3 separate regions of the Gossypium arboreum genome follow, and all the other regions are linked to region 3. The links are chromatin contacts, called in public Hi-C maps. All regions are on one chromosome and are shown on one strand. The core of a region is the stretch at or near the end of the contact, and the rest is flanking DNA. Distances in the headings are between cores, read along the strand shown. Region 1 holds the start of LOC108465656 (30S ribosomal protein 3-1, chloroplastic-like). Region 2 holds the start of LOC108472638 (protein NRT1/ PTR FAMILY 3.1-like). Region 3 holds the start of LOC108472982 (ACD11 homolog protein).

What was found. A called contact is a pair of places that touch in the nucleus more often than the background predicts.
Region 1: a Hi-C map of leaf shows a contact between it and region 3, with 7 times the contacts expected there. The contact joins the promoter of LOC108465656 here to the promoter of LOC108472982 in region 3. A contact is called at or near these places in 2 of 5 Hi-C or Micro-C datasets (both in leaf).
Region 2: a Hi-C map of leaf shows a contact between it and region 3, with 4 times the contacts expected there. The contact joins the promoter of LOC108472638 here to the promoter of LOC108472982 in region 3. A contact is called at or near these places in 2 of 5 Hi-C or Micro-C datasets (both in leaf).

The regions. Positions count from the first base shown.
Region 1 is chr3:57,670,323-57,673,069 of ASM2569848v2, reverse strand. It overlaps LOC108465656 (30S ribosomal protein 3-1, chloroplastic-like), which reads left to right and starts at 1,343. Exons shown (of 1, transcript XM_017766028.2): 1 at 1,343-2,106. The coding sequence starts at 1,356. The coding sequence ends at 1,946. LOC108465654 reads right to left here. Exons shown (of 5, transcript XM_017766026.2): 5 at 2,636-2,747.
Region 2 is chr3:57,286,312-57,289,052 of ASM2569848v2, reverse strand. It overlaps LOC108472638 (protein NRT1/ PTR FAMILY 3.1-like), which reads right to left and starts at 1,287. Exons shown (of 4, transcript XM_053025713.1): 1 at 800-1,287; 2 at 484-701; 3 at 1-186. The coding sequence starts at 941.
Region 3 is chr3:57,471,452-57,474,423 of ASM2569848v2, reverse strand. LOC108472982 (ACD11 homolog protein) reads right to left here and starts at 1,712. Exons shown (of 4, transcript XM_017774549.2): 1 at 1,314-1,712; 2 at 871-1,043; 3 at 400-545; 4 at 1-226. The coding sequence starts at 1,553. The coding sequence ends at 120. It overlaps LOC108470848 (protein NRT1/ PTR FAMILY 3.1-like), which reads right to left. Exons shown (of 4, transcript XM_017772343.2): 4 at 2,260-2,972. The coding sequence ends at 2,339.

The DNA of each region.
Region 1 (2,747 bases), core at 94-2,593, 200 kb before region 3:
ACTGGATGTGACATTTTATTATTTCGAGACGAGAAGATCTTTAACATTCAAGTGTTTCTACAAAAAGAGGGATCGTATTTTAAAGTCTTTCAAGTTTTCAAAGTTTCGACACTAAGACACTAATTAATCAACTAGGTACCAATTTTTGGGCGTCACGAGGGTGCTAATCCTTCCTCGTACGTAACCAACTCCCGAACTCATTTTCTGATTCTCGTAGACCAAAAATTATCGTTTTAGTAAATCTTAACTTTTATTAAAATGATTAATTTAAGGTGACCCGATCACACCTCATAAAAAAGGATTGGTGGCGACTCCCATTGTTTGTTTTCATTTTCAAAATCAAAGTCGACCCCGTTTTCCAAAAAAATAGTTTCGACAATATTAATTATATCCTTTTTTTAAAAATATTTTTATAATTTAATAATTAAATTGGTGAACGATTAAAAATAACACTAACTCAATAAAATATTTAAATATAAGTATAAGTTTAAATAATATAAAATTCACCTGCATATATCAAAATTGGGTTCCACTATATTGAAATTAAAGTTTAAACATAAACAAGCATACCGATATGTTTCTTTATTAAAATAAATGGCGTTAATTTAAGATAATAAGTAATGTAAATTTATGAGCACCATAACTTGTATTTAGAGGAGTTTATTGGTAGGTTATCTCCAGTTTAAGCGTAATATTAATATATTTTATATTTGTTTAAGTTCAGTTTGACCAAAAATTTAAATTTAAAATTTTGTTCAAACCCGTCTATATTTGTAAAAGACTAACCCAAACTTATTTTAGACTCGTCCATATTATTTTTTAATTTAAAAAACTTATATTATATTATTTTAATATTTAATAATTTTATACATTTTTTATTTATTGAATTTTTATATAGTCACCTTAACATTATTTTAATATTTACATTAGAGTATAGGTTTATTTTTTTTATTGAGTTCTAAATTTCATAATATATAAAAATAACATAATATAAATATTATAAAATTAAAACGGATCGAGCCGAGTCAGGTTAGGCTTTTGAATGTTTAAGCCTAAGTCTGACCCATATTTTAAACGGACTTAATTTTTTTATTTAAGCTCATTTTTTAGACCTATTATTTTTGTCTAAATCCTCCTAAATTTTAAACATAACTGTGGGCTTAGATGAATAATCGACCCATGAACAGATGTATCGTATTTTAACATAATATAGAGCGCTCATTTGGTTAAGACATACATATATGTTAATAACAAATTAAAAAGAAATTTGAAGAAGAAATTATATCAAAGTATAGAGCTAAGAGGTTAAAGGAGCAAACCGAGTATAATTAAAACATAGGATCCAATCCAAGCCCATGTCCTCCTATTCCTACCATTGCCCCATATCCCTTATCCACAAAGCAGCTTTTAAGACTCGCATCGTCACATCTCTCTCTCTCATTCTGCAATACAAAATGTTATCCATGGCTACTTCATCTACACTCCATACTACTTTCACTTGTCATTCCTTTCGTTATCAGAAATCCTTTAACACCCCCTTTTGCCTTAACAAAAATCCCATTTTGAAGAAAACAATCAAAACTCCAACACTAACTGCTTCGGCTGCCACGGAAGCTGTCACTGAGACTGAAACACCATCCGACTTCATCATTCCTCAGAAACCTGAGGTGGTGGTCAAGCAAGTTGGAAAGCCAAGACTGGTTTTGAAATTCATATGGATGGAAAAGAACATCGGGCTTGCCCTTGATCAAGTCATACCGGGCCACGGCACTGTTCCTCTAAGTCCATATTTCTTCTGGCCAAGGAAAGATGCCTGGGAAGAGCTCAAGGCCACTCTAGAAAGTAAGCCTTGGATTTCTCAGAAGAAGATGATTATCCTTCTCAATCAGGCCACTGATATCATCAATCTATGGCAGCAAAGTGGTGGCAACCTTTCCCAGAGCTAGATGTGCATTTCTTTATATAATTTTTTTTGTCTTAGCTATGCAAAATGGCCTCGGTTAATCAACTGAATTTGAGAATGTTTGGTTTGAAACCTCTTAGCTCTGAACTAAGATATGAATTGTTGGTTTTAATACGATAACAAACACTGCTGAATTGTTGGTATTTCCCTAGTGATCCACATATTTGTAGATTTTTCATCCTTGTTAGATATGAATCTTTACCAAGTTAGTTTTTTTTCATGATCATTACATGTCATTGATGTAGATGGTATACGAATTTGATGCTAGTTTTTATAGAATTACCTTAGCTTTGTATAATTTTACCAGCCAAAGCATTGTCGAGGAAAATCTATTTAATTTGGGTAGCCTGTGGAGGTAGATGCAAACATGCATTTGCCTAGGTGTCTTTAACTTGTACTGATTGAAGATAAATGAAATAATGTTTCTGCTAAAAGGACAATATTTCATCTTCTTGTTCAATATTGCAACTTAATTTCATCTTCTTCCCCTTTTGGGGATTTATATTTAATGCACTCACATAACCATGAGTCCCTTATTTTGGTTCCACGATTTCTCTTGTGTGTAGTCATTAAGCCTATGCAAGTTGTGTTGCATTCTGGTTTTTTCCTTGCAGGATGATACGTACTTGCATGCTAAGGCAAGGTAGTATAATTATGTTTGGGAACTTCGACTTGTTTTCCAACATATTTTTCTTCGAAAATAATTCCAAAAATGTTAACATCGAGTTTACGTCTCAAGAAAATAAACAAACAAGGGGAAACAAACAAACAAACTTATAGACCC
Region 2 (2,741 bases), core at 38-2,537, 180 kb after region 3:
GAATTGCTCTGCGCCAAACGCCGCCACGCATGGCCGGATCCCGCCTGATCCTAAGGCTGCGAATAGAAGAGACAGGTAGAGAACAGCCGTTTGACTCCCATTGGCTTCTTGGCAAACTTGGTCACCTGCACATGGCGGTGGCCGTAGCTGTGGCAGTGCTGCTGAGAGTGTTAGGACTATCATTCCCTGTTCACATCATCAGATCAGATGAGATCAGATTGTAGTTTTTTTAACAGACAAGAGACCGTCAATCTAATTAATTTTTCTTTTATGGAAAATCAGTCTAATTAATTTAGTCAATATTAGACCCTTGCTTTTTTTACTAAAAAGAGAGATTGAATCATTTCTTGGAAAGTTCCGACTATATAAGTAAACTGTAAAATTGATGCTTCTTGTCCTCCAACTACGCACACAGGTAGGTAAATCGAAAACCCTTAGTATTCAGAACGGAAAATCTCTATGGAAAAAGGCAACCATTCATACTGCTAGGTATATGGCCGTTGCGATGGTGATGGTCCAAAATTTTCCAGCATAGGAATCAGCAATGAAAGCCCCAAGCAATGGCGTCAAGCTCGAGGTACCATTGAAGTTGGTCACGGTGTTGGCTGCTTTTGTTAAGGGCATATGAAGCTGCTGTGTCAAGTAGTTAACCATGTTTTTACTGAATCCCACCATTGCCAATTTCTCGCATATCTCGTTTACTGGAACATACACGATGAAGCAATTAGCCATACGAGAAATAAATAAATAAATAAATAAATAAATAATCTAGGATTCCAACAGTTGTCAAAAAGCTTACCTAAGATGAAGGGCATCGTCTTAATTCCACCCTTTTCGTTATTATTGACAAATGCCTTGCTCTGCTTATCATCGGCATTTCCGGAAGTAGCAAAGCTGTCTTTGTTTTCCGGAGTTGCAGTCGCCATGCTGTGGTTTTCCATAAAAATCAGCTAGCAAGCTCAATGTTTTGAAGGCTGCCCTACTTCTCCAATGCGAAATTTGATACCATAAATGCGATTGGCCCTTGAGCGTGAACTTTAGTCAGAAGGGTGAAGAAAAGAAAACAGAAACTTAACTTGTAAAGGTCAAACAAAGCAGCAACAGAAACAAGAGACTCTTTCTTCGAGACTAACCTTGCCTTCCTTGGACTAAAGCTTATATAGTAGACACTTTTTGTCTTTGTTCTCTTGTGTTCACTTTGCATTATTTGGATGGGAGAATGACTCACTCACGAAACTGCACACTTGATATCATGTTTGAGAAATGAGCAAATGACGGTCGATTTAGGGTCTATTAATTATCGAAACGTATAATTTTGTTTTTATTTTATTTTATAAATCCATAAAAACAAGGAGAGTGGCAGGGACGGAAAAAATTCATTTCAAACTTTTAAATTTTTTAAAATTTTAAATTAATAAAAATAAAATTATATTTTGACCTAATTTAAAAGTGATAAAATTTAATTTAATTTTTAAAATTATAAAAATATAAACTATTTAAAGTGTCATAAAAATTAAAATTTAATTTTGATTTCTAAAAGTTTTTCTACCTACACATTGGATAATGAGAATTTTTGAATTTTAATATTACAGCCATTCAATTACAGTTCACAACAATTCCACGTTGGTTGCCTTATTGATAATTAGATAGCCTTGTTAAGTTCACAAGATTTTCTTTCCTTTCAAAAAGAAGAACAAGACTTTCTTCTCTTTTTCCTTTTTTGTTATACCCTTAATAATATCCTTATGTGTATAAATATTTATCTAATTAAACGATGAATCCAAAATAAAAAGTCATTTATTGAGTCAAGTTGTTTAATAAAAATTGATAGCCAAATAGGAAACTGGAGAATCTAGTTGTATTTATTCATATTTAAAAAAAATCAATTTATGTAAGAGGTTTTAACTGGTGAAATGCTAGCTCAACATATGGGGTAATATATAAATAAATAAATTTATAATTGCAGGGAGAGTCCAAAAATCTGAAAACCATAAATTTTCTCATCTAATTCTGTGTCCAATTTTGAAAATAAATTAAGGGCCGAAAGATGACATTGCTTTAGCAGGTTTCGGTTATGTCGGTGAAAATTGAGGTTTTAATCTTTTGAGAATTTTAGTTTTTAGTTGTAAGTTTTATAGTAAGTAAATTATATGAGGTGAGTTAATTATAACTGTAAATATGAAAATATATATAGAAAAATTTCAAACCATAATCAACGTATATATGCATAGACTACAATATATGTGGTAAGCAAAGCAAAAATTCAATAATAAGTAAATAGAAGAATGTTTTAGGCTTAATATAATATTTAATTCCTGAATTTGATTTTTTCTAATTTGGTACTTAAAATTTTGGTGTCTAATTTAGTATCTAAATATGACACTTTTTATTTTTGAGAGTCCAGTTTGGTACTTGAACTTGATTCTTTTTCCTAATTTAGTACCTTTTTTCCATTTGGTACTTGTAAACGTTTTACAAATTACTCCAATATATTAATAATATTATTTTTTATGAAGTAGCAAAATAATCAATACATGACCAACATGTAACAGATGATATGATATTTTTGTATTTTATATGTTCAATTACTTTTAGTTTTATTTACTTAATTAATTGTTTTACTAATTGAAAATAATGTATTTCTTTTAATTTGGGATTTTAAAATTATTTTTCTTATTTAATATTAATTCATTGAGCATAGCCCAATACCTTTTTTTAACATGAATTTCTTCTAATATTGA
Region 3 (2,972 bases), core at 463-2,962:
CATATTGTAGAACAAATTTATGTATATATATTAATTATAATAAAGTAGTATATGTTGCTGGTTGAATAAAATATCCATGGATATTCTTCTCTGACACTCTGCCCAGTTGATAATATTAGTCACCAGTCCAAGGCGATCTTCCTAGAACTATAAAGCTTATCAATGTATGCTATTACTGGGCGCGATGCTTCGATGTACCTTCTCATTTTCTTCTCTGCTGTATGATCTGCATACACACACATATATATATATATATAGATATATATATAAATATATAAAGATTAAAAAGTACAAGGAAAAGAAGAGAATACATGATGATGATCAAAGTTATTTTGCGAAAGATATTAAGCATCCATTCCATATGCTATGTTGCTCTCTCCTCAACATATAGAAACTCACCTGTTTCATTGAGCTTCTGTAAAAGTTCTTCCCTTGTTGGAAGAGTATACATTCCAGCAGAAACCGCAGTCCTGACTGCCCATGTGTGGTATGGTGCACACACTTGAGAATAAGCTGTTGAAGCTGCATCCTTCAAATAGTAATCACTACAATTTGGAACCAAATAAATAATAATAAGGAAGTTGAAGCATAAAATGGTGACATGAAAAAGGAGAGTTACATTCCATATGTGCATTCTAGTGTGTATTTTATCAAGGAAACAGAGGAAAACAAAATTTTCAGCTAATCCCATGTTGATTATGGTCTAAAGCCTCTGCCTTTAGTCTCCTAATCTCGGTTTCAGGTGTCATTTTTAGAACTTTGCCATAGTAAAAAAGGGTCACAGGCATATCACACGTTACATAACTTGTAAATACTATAAATTTCTCTTAAAATCAAGAGAAAAAGAAAAGATGGAAGGACGAAACATACTCGGTTGACAGAAATTCTTCAAATAAAGCCCGGATGAGGTCAAGACCCTGTCTAACTCGCCGCAGATTACGCGAATGGCTTCCTGGTTTTTTCACCGTGTCATTAGCAACATCACGATCAAGTACATTTTCTAAAGTGGCATACGTCTTGGATGCTTCCACAAGATCATGTACCTTATCAAAGCATTAATCATTTCATTACATCACGGCATTGAGAATTTGTATAAAAACAAATGCAAACCAAAAGAAAATAGGCCTTGACGAAATGCTGTATTGTATATGGATGTTAACAACATCAGAAAATCTGTCTATACGCTATCTGCATTTTTTAAGTTTACATTGATTGATTGGCATCAATTATACATATAATAAGGTTTCTCAATGCAATTCCTGACAGCCTAAAGAAACATGATTCCAGTTTCTAGCAATGTAAAGGCAATGAACCTTGGCGACGTACTCCATCTCGGCGAATTTGAAGGCGAGGCCGAGGCAGCTAAAAAGAACAGAAACCAGAGAACATGCTTCACAGAAATTATCCAACCGGAGTTTTTGATCCTTAGTCTGAGATCCCAAGAATCCCGACAGCTCCTCAAACGCCTTCGCTATAGCCGACAGAGGCGTTTTAGTTGTCATGGACATCTTGGTTTGAGAATGATTAAAACCATTATCTGCACCTTCATCCATGGCTTATATCATAACTATCTTTAATTTTTGTTCTTTAGGATTCCCAATTCGCTTTGAAACCGTCCAACATTTTGAATTTTCATCAAGAAAAGGTAAATTGGACTAGTGTTTTACGTGTCTCGGATTCATTTATTTTCTTTCTGTTGTCTAAACATGACAAAGTGTTGTGGGGGATATTTAGTGGTCACACTACAAACACGGTCCGCCACTTGGATTTCGACTTTTATGGGAGAAGGAAAAAAAAAACACACTTTGGAAAATTCCAACACATTTGTGGTCCTTTTGCTTCCCTGTCGTTACTCGTTGCTTTTTTAATCGTCTGTTTGATGGGGATGGATGGGTTACAATAAATTCGGCCCAAATACAGCTGGTAACTCCCTTGAGCAATTATCGTCATTGGTTATGTTGAAAACTTAACGGATCACGTCCCTTCTACCATCGATTTTCATAATTAATACAAACTAAATTTGAATTTTAAGAACAAAGAAATATAAGACTTTGAACCTCGAATGAGTATATTCTTGTTTTGCTGGCTAAGTATATCCTTGTTTGTCTTGCCTTTGCTTGGCTGCTCGTCTATCGATATATTAAAGGATCTGGTTGACTAACAAGTGTTGAGCTCCCAAGATAAATAAATAAATAAAGAAGAAGAAGTGATTGGACTTGGTAAACCATAATTAAAAAAAAAAAAAAGAAAAAGAGATAGTTTACTAAATTTCAACCTTATTTTTATTTTTATTTTGATACAGTCATTGCTAGGACTAGAACCTGGGAATCCAAAATAATCAAACCTTGCTTGCAGCTTCTTCAGATTCAGCGTCTTTGGTAGGGGTTTGAATGGGCTTATAAGTATAGAGCTTGGCACAACAGATATAGTAAAGAAGATTAACCACTTGCAAGCCGGTGATCAACCAGTAAAACAACTCCAATTTCCCCTTGTTTAAATTGTTATCTGGGAGCCAATTTGATCCGTCAGGTTTAGCACTATATTTGTGCACTAAAGAGACCAGCAACGTACTCACATAATTCCCAACTGAAATTGCAGTCCAGAACAAAGCAGTAGCGCTGCTCCTCATGCTTTCTGGTGATTGATCATAAAAGAACTCCAAGCGTCCAATTGACATGAAAGCCTCAGCTATTCCATGTAGACCGTACTGAGGCACGAGCGAAAAGACTGACATGGGGATGATAGAATGAGGCTTGTCCTCAAGCCCATGTGCCACAGCTGCTTGTTTACGCTTCCCTTCTATGAACCCTGCTACGAGAGTGGCTAATACTGAGATCAAAAACCCGATTCCCATCCGGTGCAAGAAGGTGATGCCGCGGTCCAGCCCTGTGAACCTTCGGGCAATGCGGATTAAAAAGCGGTCGTACAAGGCTATGGTGGAGAGCATGGCTAGCATGGTGAAGACAGACATG